2 separate regions of the Rattus norvegicus genome follow, and region 1 is linked to region 2. The links are chromatin contacts, called in public Hi-C maps. All regions are on one chromosome and are shown on one strand. Each heading gives the region's core, a stretch centred on a gene start, on an enhancer-like site or on the middle of the called end of the contact. The rest is flanking DNA. Distances are from core to core; before and after follow the strand shown.

The links. Hi-C and Micro-C count contacts between places; a contact is called where the count stands out from the background.
Region 1: a Hi-C map of kidney shows a contact between it and region 2, with 4 times the contacts expected there. The contact joins the promoter of Klf11 here to the promoter of Odc1 in region 2. A contact is called at or near these places in 2 of 12 Hi-C or Micro-C datasets (kidney and mammary epithelial cells).

The regions. Positions count from the first base shown.
Region 1 is chr6:47,010,278-47,016,198 of GRCr8, reverse strand. It overlaps Klf11 (KLF transcription factor 11), which reads right to left and starts at 1,751. Exons shown (of 4, transcript NM_001037354.2): 1 at 1,662-1,751; 2 at 1-134. The coding sequence starts at 1,703.
Region 2 is chr6:46,054,434-46,060,271 of GRCr8, reverse strand. It overlaps Odc1 (ornithine decarboxylase 1), which reads right to left and starts at 1,607. Exons shown (of 12, transcript NM_012615.3): 1 at 1,421-1,607. Snora80l1 (small nucleolar RNA, H/ACA box 80 like 1) reads right to left here and starts at 425; the gene lies at 292-425.

The DNA of each region.
Region 1 (5,921 bases), core at 502-3,001, 960 kb before region 2:
TGACCCCAAGAACTCATGCAAACGAGAGCTTCCACAGCTTCGATATCTGTCTGCTCCAGGATGCTGCACGTGGACCTTTCGCTGTCGTGCCGCTTCCTCTCCAGGATTGACTCACAAATGTCCATGATGTCAGCCTGAAGGTGGCAGAACACAGCGGCTTCTTAGCTCAGGAGAATAAAGGGATGGCAACCCTCACAGGCATGTGCAACACCCTTAACGAGACACCTGAAGGGGACTCTCAACACAACTTTGCTTTCAAGCTCTGAAGACTGGTCTTGGTTGAGAAGCAGTACACACACACACACACACACACACACACACACACATCCTGATTCTTAAAAAAGGTTTTAAAGCCCAGCTATTGCTCAATAGTTTAATGCCTGACTACCTCATGCATGACCCTGGATTCAATCCCACAACTATAAAATAAACAAAACAGGTTACTGACTTCACGATTCTCTTGGCTAGATGATGAAGACTAACTCTGGAGGTACACACCAAAATGGCTAGTAGGAAGGTGCCGTGGGAAAGATAAACACACAAAGCAGCAAATGAAACCAAGCAACCAGTCGGGGGGTGGTGGTGGTGGTGAGATCTTCTAGCTCAAAAGGACCAGAGCGGTGTCCCTAAGAAAGGAAGCATTTTCCCAAGCTTAATTTCCCAGTGGCTGAACCTTGAGTCCACTGTGTGCCGCACCACTTTTCTGCCCCCCTACATTTCTGCCAGGTTCTGTTGCTCCTCAGCCTACACCTTCTGACAGAGGTCCCTGCCATAATTCCACTCAGTCCCTAGGCCCAGGCCTTCCACTCCAGCAAAGTCCTATTACCACACCCCCTCTCCCTTGGACCCCCAACCCCTGTCCAGCCCTACCCTTACAAGCCCACTAAGCTTGGCTGATAGACCTCCTCGAACCACACTCTCGCACACCCGCCTATCAAGACACACTTGCTCCTGTTCATTCCATCATAACCTCCTCCAGGTACTCTTGCCACACCCTCCTGAGACACCTTTAGTTTGGCTCCACCCACAGCCCTCCCCACCACATGCCCACCAGATGCTCTCACCACACTCCCTCCCCTTCATTTAGCCTCTGCCCCGCCCCTAGGTAAATTCCCATCCGTCCTCACTAAGCACTCTTACGTTGACCCCGCCCACAGTTCCACCAGAGGCTCTCAACAAGCTCTCTAGCTTTGGCTCCGCCCTTACTCCCTCTTATACTACTACCAGGTACATTCACCGTGCCCTTCGCCTTGGTCCCATCTAGCTTCCCATATCTCCTCCAAGCACTCTCGCCCACGCCCTTGCTTTGGCCCCGCCCCCCACTACTAGTAGCTCTCGCCCCGCCCCCTCATGCTGCACCCGGCTTTGACTCCGCCCCCGCCCCGCCCCCAAGTTCCCGCCAGCCGCGCCCACATCCAACAGCGGTCCTCCGCTGCATTCGGGTGACGTCATGGCTGGAAATAGCCGCGCCGGGCGGGGCCGCAGCGGACAAGAGACAAAGCTGAAGGCTGGCTGCCGCGCTAACACACCCCCCTCCCCACCCTGACCCGGCCGAGCCTACCGGTCCCTGCCCGGACCAGAGCACAGCCGCAGCCTCCACCGCAGAGAAGAGTCGCCATCCTTCCCGCGTCCCCCGTCTCCTCTCGCGCCCCGTCACTTACCGCGCGCGCGTCGCCCGGGCCGGTGGAGCCTGGCGAGTGCATGGTGCCGTACGGCCTGCAGGCAGCAATGCTGCGAGGCAGGAGCTCTGCGTGCGGCGGAGGCTGCACGTGGGCGGTGGGCGGCGGGCGGCGGTGTCCCGAGCGTCTGTTCCCGGCGCGCACCTCCGCCCTCCTTGCCGCGCGGCTCTGCCTCCGCGCGGCCCGGGAGGCGCGGGAGGGGCGGGGCGCCGCGGAGGGAGCGGCCCTGGGCGGGGCGCGCGGGCAAACCAAAATACACCGCTCCCTGCTGGAGGCGTGACCTCTGCCGCCAGCCAATCGGCGCCCGCCCCGCAAGAAGCGGGCCAATGGGCGCCGCGGGGGGGCGCGTGATCGGAGCCTGGCTGCGGCGTGATCCGGCGGGGCGGGAGGCGGCACGTGTTTTGGTCGGGCTAGAGGCGGGGCGTGAGCCCTGGAAAGTAGGGGAAAGGTCCCGGCGGCGGCGCGGCGGCAGTCGACTGCAGTAAGGTCCTCTTCTGCCGCAGGGGCTGCTCGCAGAGGTCGCGCGCTGGCCCCACGCAGTGGACGGATCTGGTAGGCGGGACCCACAGGGACAGCTTCACGCTGTCTCTTAATTTCTTTTAAGATGCCGCAGGTTCTTAGGACCGCACCTCTGCCCAGGAAGAGATTTGAAAGCTGCTTGGGTTTAGGGACGACATCCGCTCTTTCCTGCATGGCGCCAGATCAAAAGCTCTTACTACTCTAATCTGCTGTCTGCTGCAAAAGGACTACAGCGGTGTAGTCAGCCACCTCACTTGTATCTAATGAGGCCTGCAGGTCCTCCCCTGTGGCCATACAAAGGCCACCCACTTGGGGAGTCCTCAGGCCTATACGTGAGAGCTGACCCAAATCCCTCGTACCCATTTTTCTCCTTTGGTCTTTAGGTGTGGTTATTCACATACAGTCTTCACAAGTCTTGGGGAGCAGGGGTCATGCATGCAGGATGTTATGCCGCACCCCCAACCTGCAGGGCAGCAATAGGACCCTCCTCTACTAGCCCTTTGAGGCCTCCCTGCAGAGCCTTGAAACCGGTGGAGGTATGGGAAAGATCATAGCTGATATGAGTGGACAGGAGCTGGGCACTGTGCCGTCTATATTTACCAGACAGGTGAGCAGGCAGGGAGCCCTCTCCTTAAGCTAGTAAGGCCTAAGCTTTGTAGCAGCTCTGATTCCTCACAGTTCCACACTGGCTTGACAGTGGGGTTAAGTAGGCCAAAGAAGTAACAGTAGGAGTGTTTAAAGGTGAATTCACATGTCTCCTTGGGCATTTAACACACACAGAGTTAGTCGTACACCCGGGGCCTATTTTGCGCTTCATTGTTTTTTTGCAATTTGCAAAAAACATTGCAAATTTTTTTTTGCTTCATTTCCCCGTTGAATTTCTGCCTCCCTGTGTTCACCCCTATCTAGATCACCTCTGCCCCATCCAATGCCTCCAGGCGTGTTCCAACTTTTCAGTGGCTCCCACTCCTGAGCTCCTGCTCTTCAGCTCTCTCCTGTTCTCTCTCACATATGTTTTACAGTTCCATGTGTTGGGGAATGATCTCGAGTTATCTGCTAATAGTATTTGGAGAGGGGGCCTTCAGAGGGTGATAGGGATTAAGGAAAGTTATGAGGTCTTAAGAGAGACCAGCTAGTTTGCTTGCTCTACCTGACCACGTGACATTCTACTGTGTCATAATCCAGCAGGAAGACATCCTCCCCACCCCCATCAGAGGGTAAACAAAATGAGTCTTCCTGGTTTGCAGAACTGAGCAGAATGAACTTTTTTTTTTTTTAAAGATTTATTTATTTATTTTATATGAGTACACTGTAACTGTCCCCAGACACACCAGAGGAGGGCATCGGATCTCTCTACAGATGGTTGTGAGCCACCATGTGGTCGCTGGGACTTGAACTCAGGACCTCTGGAAGAGCAGTCAGTGCTCCCAACCACTGAGCCATCTCTCCAGCCCCAGAATGAACTTTTTACACAGGGTGGAGGTGTACAAGTTGGTAAAGAGCTTGCATCAGGATGACCAGAGGTCAACCCCCAGAACCCACATAAAAAGCTAGGCATGGTGGGGCGCACTGGGGATCCCAGCACTGGGAAGATAGAGTCAGGCAGAAAACATTGGGCTTCACTGGTCAGTCAGCCCAGTGAGATGCACTGTTTGAAACAAATCCAACAAAACCAGGGTGGGTGGGTTCTAAGAAATGACACCAGAGGTTGACATCTAGTCTCTACATGGCCACACACACACACACACACACACACACACACACAGAGTATATAAACTTCTCGGTCTCAGCTGTGTTGTTATATCACAAAAATAAGACAAGGGTCAAGGGCTCCTTTGGGTCACCTGTCCCATTAACTGCTATCTCCAGGGCTCAGGAATTGTTATTTCCTTGATGTATCCACGAGTCTCCCTTTGGAAGCCTCTCCCAGCATACCTGTGGACTCAGGCTGACCTTACTCTCTCACTGCTGTCTCTCTCTACCTTACCTCCCCACAGCACTTTGCATGGTCTGCAGTGTTTCTTTTTCTCTGTGTACTGTCTGTCTCTTCTGGGATGGGGAGTGTGGCTGTTTTATCCATGTCAGCTCGTAGCAACTGTTGACTTAATGAGTCAACATTAAACCAGCCCTGTCAACCCTGCTGGCTTCTGTATGGAGCACTTCACAGGTACCTCTCGCTCTCATCCAACATTCTTGGGAATGAACTTGTGTTTACCCCAATTTGATGTCCTCACTTAAGCAGGGTGCCCCTGGACATCCTGCCTCTTGATCTAGTCCCATGGTTCACCTTCAGCCCCTCCCTTTCCTGTGTTTGTTCTTTCACCAATGACATCACTGTTTCTTCTAAAATACTGCTCCAACTGTTCTCATCACTTACTCCTCCCCATGCCCAGGCTGCTACACAGACACACCTGAATGATTGTCACCTTTTCCCAGCAAAATTTCCTACCTCCAGGCTGTCACTCTGTCATTGCCTCTCACCACCGGAAGGATTTTCCAAAAGTGGACAATGTACCAGACCCATACTCTAGACATTTAAACTTACCCAGGAATCCCTGACTCCTCTGAACCTGACTCCAGTCCTCCAGTCCACAGGAACTCCCTCTTTCTCCATTGCTTCTCAATTGCTCCCCCCACCCCCCGTGTTTCCATCCAGGACCCTAAGTCCTACCCTCGCTTTCCAGATGTTACTTCTGCCTGGAGAGAGCAGTAGTCTGCTTCCTCTGAGTCTGCAGTATGGCTCCCCTCCCTGGCAGTTGCTCAGTACAAACCCATGTGCTTGGGCTCTGGACACAATCGCTTGCTTCTCTGGCAGTGTGACCTTGCCCAAGTCCTGCTGTCTGCCTACTTCATTCCTACAGAGAGAAGGCAATGGATCTCCTGGGACCTGGAGCTTCTCTCACTGCAGACTGTTTCCTGGACAGCAGGGATACTTGGGAACATGGCTCTTAAGGCACAAGCTCCAAACTACCCGTATCTACCTAAGCTATCCATTGCTGCCAAGCTCCCGACCTTACTCATATTCAAGAGGATATTGATCTTTTTATAAGCTAGATGACTTCCTAAGACCCCTGTCACCCAATGCTCAGTGACAGTGTAGTGTTTCTAGCAGGTAGGACTGGACAGAGCTAAAGATAAGAGTTTTAGAGAGAGCGGTGTGCCTTAGGCCAGAAAGCCCAACCCCTGTTTGTGCACTTGCAGTCTACCTATGTGTGCATGTCGTCCTGCATAGAGGATGGTATGCTATGAACCTTCTGAGCCTGCCCGCTGACCTCACATTATGTCTTGGAGGTTATTGCACATCAGTCATAAAAATCAGCCCTGTACTTGGTAATGGTTAAATAACACTCCATTATGGATGTGTTATGAATTGTTTAACACTTACGGTTGAATAATCAGGACATCTAAATTGCTCGCCACTTCCCAGTATATCCTGCTAGTCCACTGTTTGCTCACGTGCAAAGAGAGCTACAGGATCAGTTGTCAGCATGAGAATTGCTGGGATTAACTACTTTTGGGGGTCTCTGTCTTCCCTCTTCTCTTGCTCTCTCCTCTCCACTGCCCCTCTCTGTGGCTTTTACTGAAGCATAGCATAGTTACAGGAAGCACAAATGGTAGGCACAGTTCAGTGAGTCTTCACAGGATGAACTCGCCGTGCCACCAACAGCCAGAAAAAGAAACACTATTCCCAGAAGCCAGAAGCCCCTGAGTTTCCTCAGATCA
Region 2 (5,838 bases), core at 358-2,857:
AACTTTTATGCAGTACTAGCATTTAAAAAAATTCAATTCACAGTATATTGTTACTGTTATGAAACATCAGTATTCTAGAGCCTGGATTGCCTACCAAATGCGCACTTCTGGGAATCCAACAGTCCTCAAGTGCCTTCTAATATCCACTTATGGATAATAACCATATTGAAGGAATTTTTGGCCAACTTTTTTACTAACAAAAATAAGCAAGATCACCACGCTTAATAAAAGCTCCTGCCTGGGTCTTATGAAATGGACACCAGCAGCAAGTGGCCAGGTAAAACTTTTTTCCATTGTGTGACCCACTTCAGTGCCAGCAGCCTACATGCACCAAGGCTGGGCAATGGTTAGGAGCCAGTTTGCTCTAGCACGGGACACTATGAGAGGCCCACGGGGATGAGCCTGTCATAAATCCAAATCCATGCATGATAAAGCACACTTTAAGCTTTAAGGAGACTTTTGGCACTGGTCAACTTCGTTAGCTGCATAAACCTCTCTTAAGTGAAGACTACAGACCAGCGCCAGCCAACTCAGTTGTATATCACTTAGAACTGATGAATGGGCTTTGGCAGTAACTTTGTAATTTTAGGTCTTGTTAAGTATTTTCCAGGCAGCCTTCCGGCTTAAACCTGGAAAACTTTCATTGAAATACCACTTATTTTGCCTTTCCCTATCTTTGCCTCAATACAAAAAAAAAAAAAAAAAAAAAAGAAAAAGAAAAAAAAGATAAAAGAAAAAAAATGCTAACACTTTGGCATGGGAAGCAGCTAAATCCTGTTAAACAATTAGCACAAGAAGTTAAATCTGGATGAGATACAAGCCAATTAAAACAAAAATGAACTCCAGTCAAATTCTGCCCGATGTTAGGTTTGAATAAAACAAGCCACTGCATTCTTTTGTCCTCTCCCAGACATTCCTGACAGGATCTGCTCCCCAGTTCTACCAGTTATTGAGGATTCTGAGTCGGGCTTCCAAGACAGCCGGGAATCCGGTTTCCCGTAAACCCCTAAGTCATTCAAAGAGTTCAGTTCTAAATCCAAGTCACAGCCGGTGAGTATTCATTAGCAGGGACTCCCTGACTAAATTAGGTCTATCGACTTCCACTTCGAGTCCATCAGCTCTGCTCTGTACACGTAGCAAAACTAAAGAAAGCAGGAAACTGCAGGGCGGCTGCTAGCGGCCGGGCTCCCCTGCACCTGCCCTCCATCACCGCCCGGGCAAGTGGAGCGCCGAGCCCGGCTGACACGATGCGGGCTCCCATGGGGCGATCCGAGGGCTTGCAGCCAAGGGCCAGGAACAGCTGCTGCCTTCAGGGCGGAGGCTCGCAAGGTCACCAGCCTCCGGCCACGTGTCCCCTGCCGGCGACCGCAGTCCGGGCCTCGCGACACGTGGCCGCACAATCCTCCCGCGCCCCGCTTACCTCACAGCACAGGGAAGCGGCTGGCTGGACCCATGGAGAAGCCGCCACTAAACCCCAAGGCGCACCCGGCCGTCTTCCCGCCGCCGCCCCGTCAGCCGCCTCGTCGAGCCCGCCGCAGTCGCCGACCGGAGGTGGCGCCGAGCTGCTGACTGAAGGCGGCCGGCGGCGGCGGCTGCAGGGACTGACAAAGCCCGACGGTGCGACGCGCCGCTACTTATAGGCGGAGCACGTCGTCATGGAGACGCACCAGCTCAAACCAGCCCCGATCGGTTCCGGCCGGGAGGCGCGGGGGAGGGGCGGGGACTCCTTGGCGGCCAACCCGGTTCCCGACGCCGGAGGCGGGAGGCGCGGGCCCGGCGCGTCAGTGGGGCGGGGCGCCGCGCGTGCCCAGCCCCCCGCCCATCCGCCCGCGCTCCCCGCCCGGCCTCGTGCCGGACACTCCCTGCGGCAGGCCCGCGCACGCGCACCACACCACCAGTCCTGACTACCAGCTTGCCGCAGGGTCCTATGGGCAGCAGGCGGGATTCGGCCGGTGCATGCGCACAGGCGCTTGGTCGTCCGTCTTGCAACCGGTTCAATCACGCAGTCTCTCCCCGGGTCCTAACGGCTGAGCCCTGGCCTGGAAGACTAGCAAAACTCTTCCTCGGCTTTGCATTCAGCGCGTAGTATTTATTCCCTGGCGGGATCGCAGGTGCGAGCCGAGGATGGATGGGCCTTGAGTTGTGTGCGGGCCACGTAGACTAGACTTCGTGGTGTAGATTGACCCTGCTTCACCACCCTGTGTGCCTATGCCTGAAAACTTGCTGAGAGACAAGCCAGCAGAGGCTGGAGAGCCACTCCGTTTTACGTTGGTAGCTTCCAACTAGATTCTAGGCACCAGTTGCATGCTAAGATAATGCCTTTTATCTAAGCAAGAGTCGCATGTTAGGGAAGAGGTTGAGGGGTTTCAAGCCAACAGCTGTCCCTTATTCTGTTAAATCTTTCAGGGTAGCTACAACTAAGTCACTTTGAGAAGTCTGGACCGGAAAAGAGTCTGGGCAGTGAATTTGTATCCACCAAAGTTACATTGGTTTTTTTTTTTTTTTTTTGGTTCTTTTTTTTTTGGAGCTGGGGACCGAACCCAGGGCCTTGCGCTTCCTAGGTAAGCGCTCTACCACTGAGCTAAATCCCCAGCCCCCACCAAAGTTACATTGTTAAAGAATAAGTGGGACTGACTGGTTACTTACATATTCAGTATTGGGAAGACTTAGGAGTAACTCCAACTTGTTACTATGTACACGCTGTTAATGGTTTGTTAATTCTCAACTAAAACCCCTTTCCAAGCCCGGATGCCGGGATCCCAGAGGAGTACCAACAAAAACTATCTTGAAGAATCACAGCAAAGCAAATGAAAAAAGTAGCTTTCGAAGTAGCTTTTTCAAGCATGAGACCAGATGACCCAAGCCTTTAATCCCAGCACTCAGGAGGCAGAGGCAGGCTTTTTGTTTATTTGATTTTTTGTTTGTTTTTGAGACCTGGCTTCTGGGTGTAGCCCTGGCTGTACTGGAACTCCCTCTGTAAACCAGGCTGTCCTTGGACTCAGAGATCCACCTGCCTCTGTCTCGGGAGTGGTTGGATTAAAGGTATGTCCCTTCACCAGCTAGATCTCTGTAAATTTGAGACCAGCATAGTCTACAAAGAGTTCCAGACCAACCAAGGCAACATAGTGAGACCCTTCACAAAAACAAAGCCAAACAAACAAACAAACAAACCCTACTGGCTTTTCTTCAGAGGTCCCTAGAGGAAATCCACAATCTAGCTCCCCTCCTAAATTGCTGTGCAATTGTTTTGTGCAAGCCCCCTTCAGTCTTCATCTCATGTACCCAAGTCCTGGGAGGAAAACCCTGGTACCCACTTCAAGACCTGGGGCATAGTCCGTGAATATTTGTTGAATGAGTGAATGAAAGAACGAGTGATTCACTTCTCCCTGAATCATGGCTTCTGCAGAAAGAAGCAAGAGCCCCAAAAGCATCAAGCGAGTTGTCCATACAACAATGGGATGGGCGTTACACTCTTCTCTTGGGCACCCTGTTCTTTCTTATTTTTCTATAATCCTGGAGTAGTCACAAGGTGCCATGCAGAGCAGAAGAATGTGGGATTCCTTCCTAACAACTCCTTTCTTCCCCAAGGATGGGATTAGCTGTTGGGGCCGGATCAGAGAATGTACAGCCTCAAGCATTCAATTAGCATCTTTATCTCTGTGATGGGAGATAAACATAGTGCTTTAGTTTTGGAAACCTTAACTGGAAGGAGAACGCAGGTCTTGTTCAGGAAGACCAGGAGACCATTCCAAATTATGTGAACTACTCTTGCCTGTGTGTGTAGGGCACCAACCCACCCACATTCCAATTCCTGCCCAAACCCTGGAGAGGTGAAGTCCTGTACGTGAACCAGTTGTCAGGGTGGGAACAGAAGGTAGGGAAGGAGGGGCCCATTTCCTGGGGTAGTGGCCTTGTTGGCTGGTGGTAGACAGGCTCCAGCATGGAGAGGTCCCCAAAGCCAGTCTGAAGGCAGCTGAGCTTGAGTCATAAGACTCAACTACTAACCTGCATTCGAGAAGACAGACCAGTGGTGACTAAACCCAGTCTTAGTCAAACGAGTGGCATTACTGACATTATTTTCACCGGGCTCCTCCCTTTCCCTACCCATTTTCCTTAAGAGAAAATCAACAAAGCCTAGGCTACCATTCAACATAAGAGTGCTTGCCCCTTATTTTCTAGGAGCAATTTGAGGCCCCAAGTTCCATTGCCATTGACCCCAAAAGTAAAGTGATAAGACCTTATAAAGCGCCAACACCCTGGATGTTAACCCCGACATGTAGTGAGCTGTTTGTGCTTTGCTGATGCAAAGGCACTGAAGAAGGGACGAAACCATTGTAGGTGCTGTTAGTGGTGTTCTCAGTTACTGTCCTACATTCTGGGGCTGTCTCTGACTTTCTTAGGGATTCTCAGCACTTGCCCAAGGTAAAGCCTTGTATCTCACTCCCCTCCTTGTGGGTACAACCTCAATGTCTACAAGTAGGGTTGGTTGGGCCAAATGAGAACTCAAGCCAATACACACTGAGTTCTAAGAGCTCTAACTTTATTTTTAAGACAGCATCTCATGTAGCTCAGGTCCCTATGTAGCAGATTGTGACCATGAACATCTACTGCCTCCACCTCCCAAGTCTATGTATGTGGTAGTTACAAATTTAAAGAGGATACCTTATTGGGAGAGAATTAAACTGCATAAATGAATAACCAGCAATTGTTTACAAATCCATTTACTTGGTATTGGCAAAGACAGAGCTTTCATTCATTCATTGGTTCATGAGAAGGGTATGTGATCCCCTCCTAACAATCCCTTTCTTCCCCAAGGATGAGATTAACTGTTGTGACCCATCAGAGAATGTGTAGCCTGAAGCATTGTTTTTTGTTTGTTTGTTTGTTTGTTTGTTTTAGACAAGGTCTCACTGTTGTGTACCTGGCTGGCCTGGAATTTGCTATATAAATAGGCTACCTTGAACTCACAGAGATAAGTATGCCTCTGCTGGGATTAAAGGTGAGGACTACTGCACCTGGCTTCAAGAATTCTTTTTAAAAGTGGAAGAGGAGGAATCTTTATCCAAGGTCATATTCTGTCTTCTAGGGAAAGAACAGACTAGCCAGAAATGGTGGCACACACCTTTAATATCAGTGCTTGGGAGGCAGAGTCAGGTTCGAGGCCCGCCTGGTCTACAAGATGAGTCTAAGACAGTCGGGACTGCTTATACTGAGAAGCCCTGTCTTGGGAAAAAAAAAAAAAAAAAAACAAAAAGGGAGAAAGAAAAGTGCAGACTAAAGTGAGGTTCCTAATATTAGGCCACATAAAGGAATTAGCACCTGTCCTGCTAAAGGGGTACAACAAGATTCCTGGGACAGGAAGACCAGTCACCAGATGATCAAATCACATCTGGATATTTGACCCAAAATAGTGTTCCATCGCTGTAACTCACTGATGCTAGACTTGCCCTGGAATTGTGCTGAGTGTCTCCAAAGATCTAACCCTCCCTCCAAGGCAGAAAGTGTGCCACCTCCACTGATAATCCAAATGGTGTGCCCAAGGCAGGGAAGGCAGCTTCCAGGCTGCTCTGAGCAATGGTGGCATCATCAGAAATGATGGCACTGCTCCAGAGGATCTCTCCTGAGCATCAGACACCCATGTGTAGAAGTCTCGGTATTTTATTATGAAGGGTGAAGTTACATCATGGCCCTACCTCACCCAGCCCTGGTAAAGCTTACTGGGACAGGACCAGACAGCAAGCCCAGTAGTGGAAACTGGGACAGGACTTTCCCAAGCCCAGCAGGCTCAGGGGCAGGTCAGTGGTCACACAGGACCTGGCAGTGAAGTAACCCTTGTCT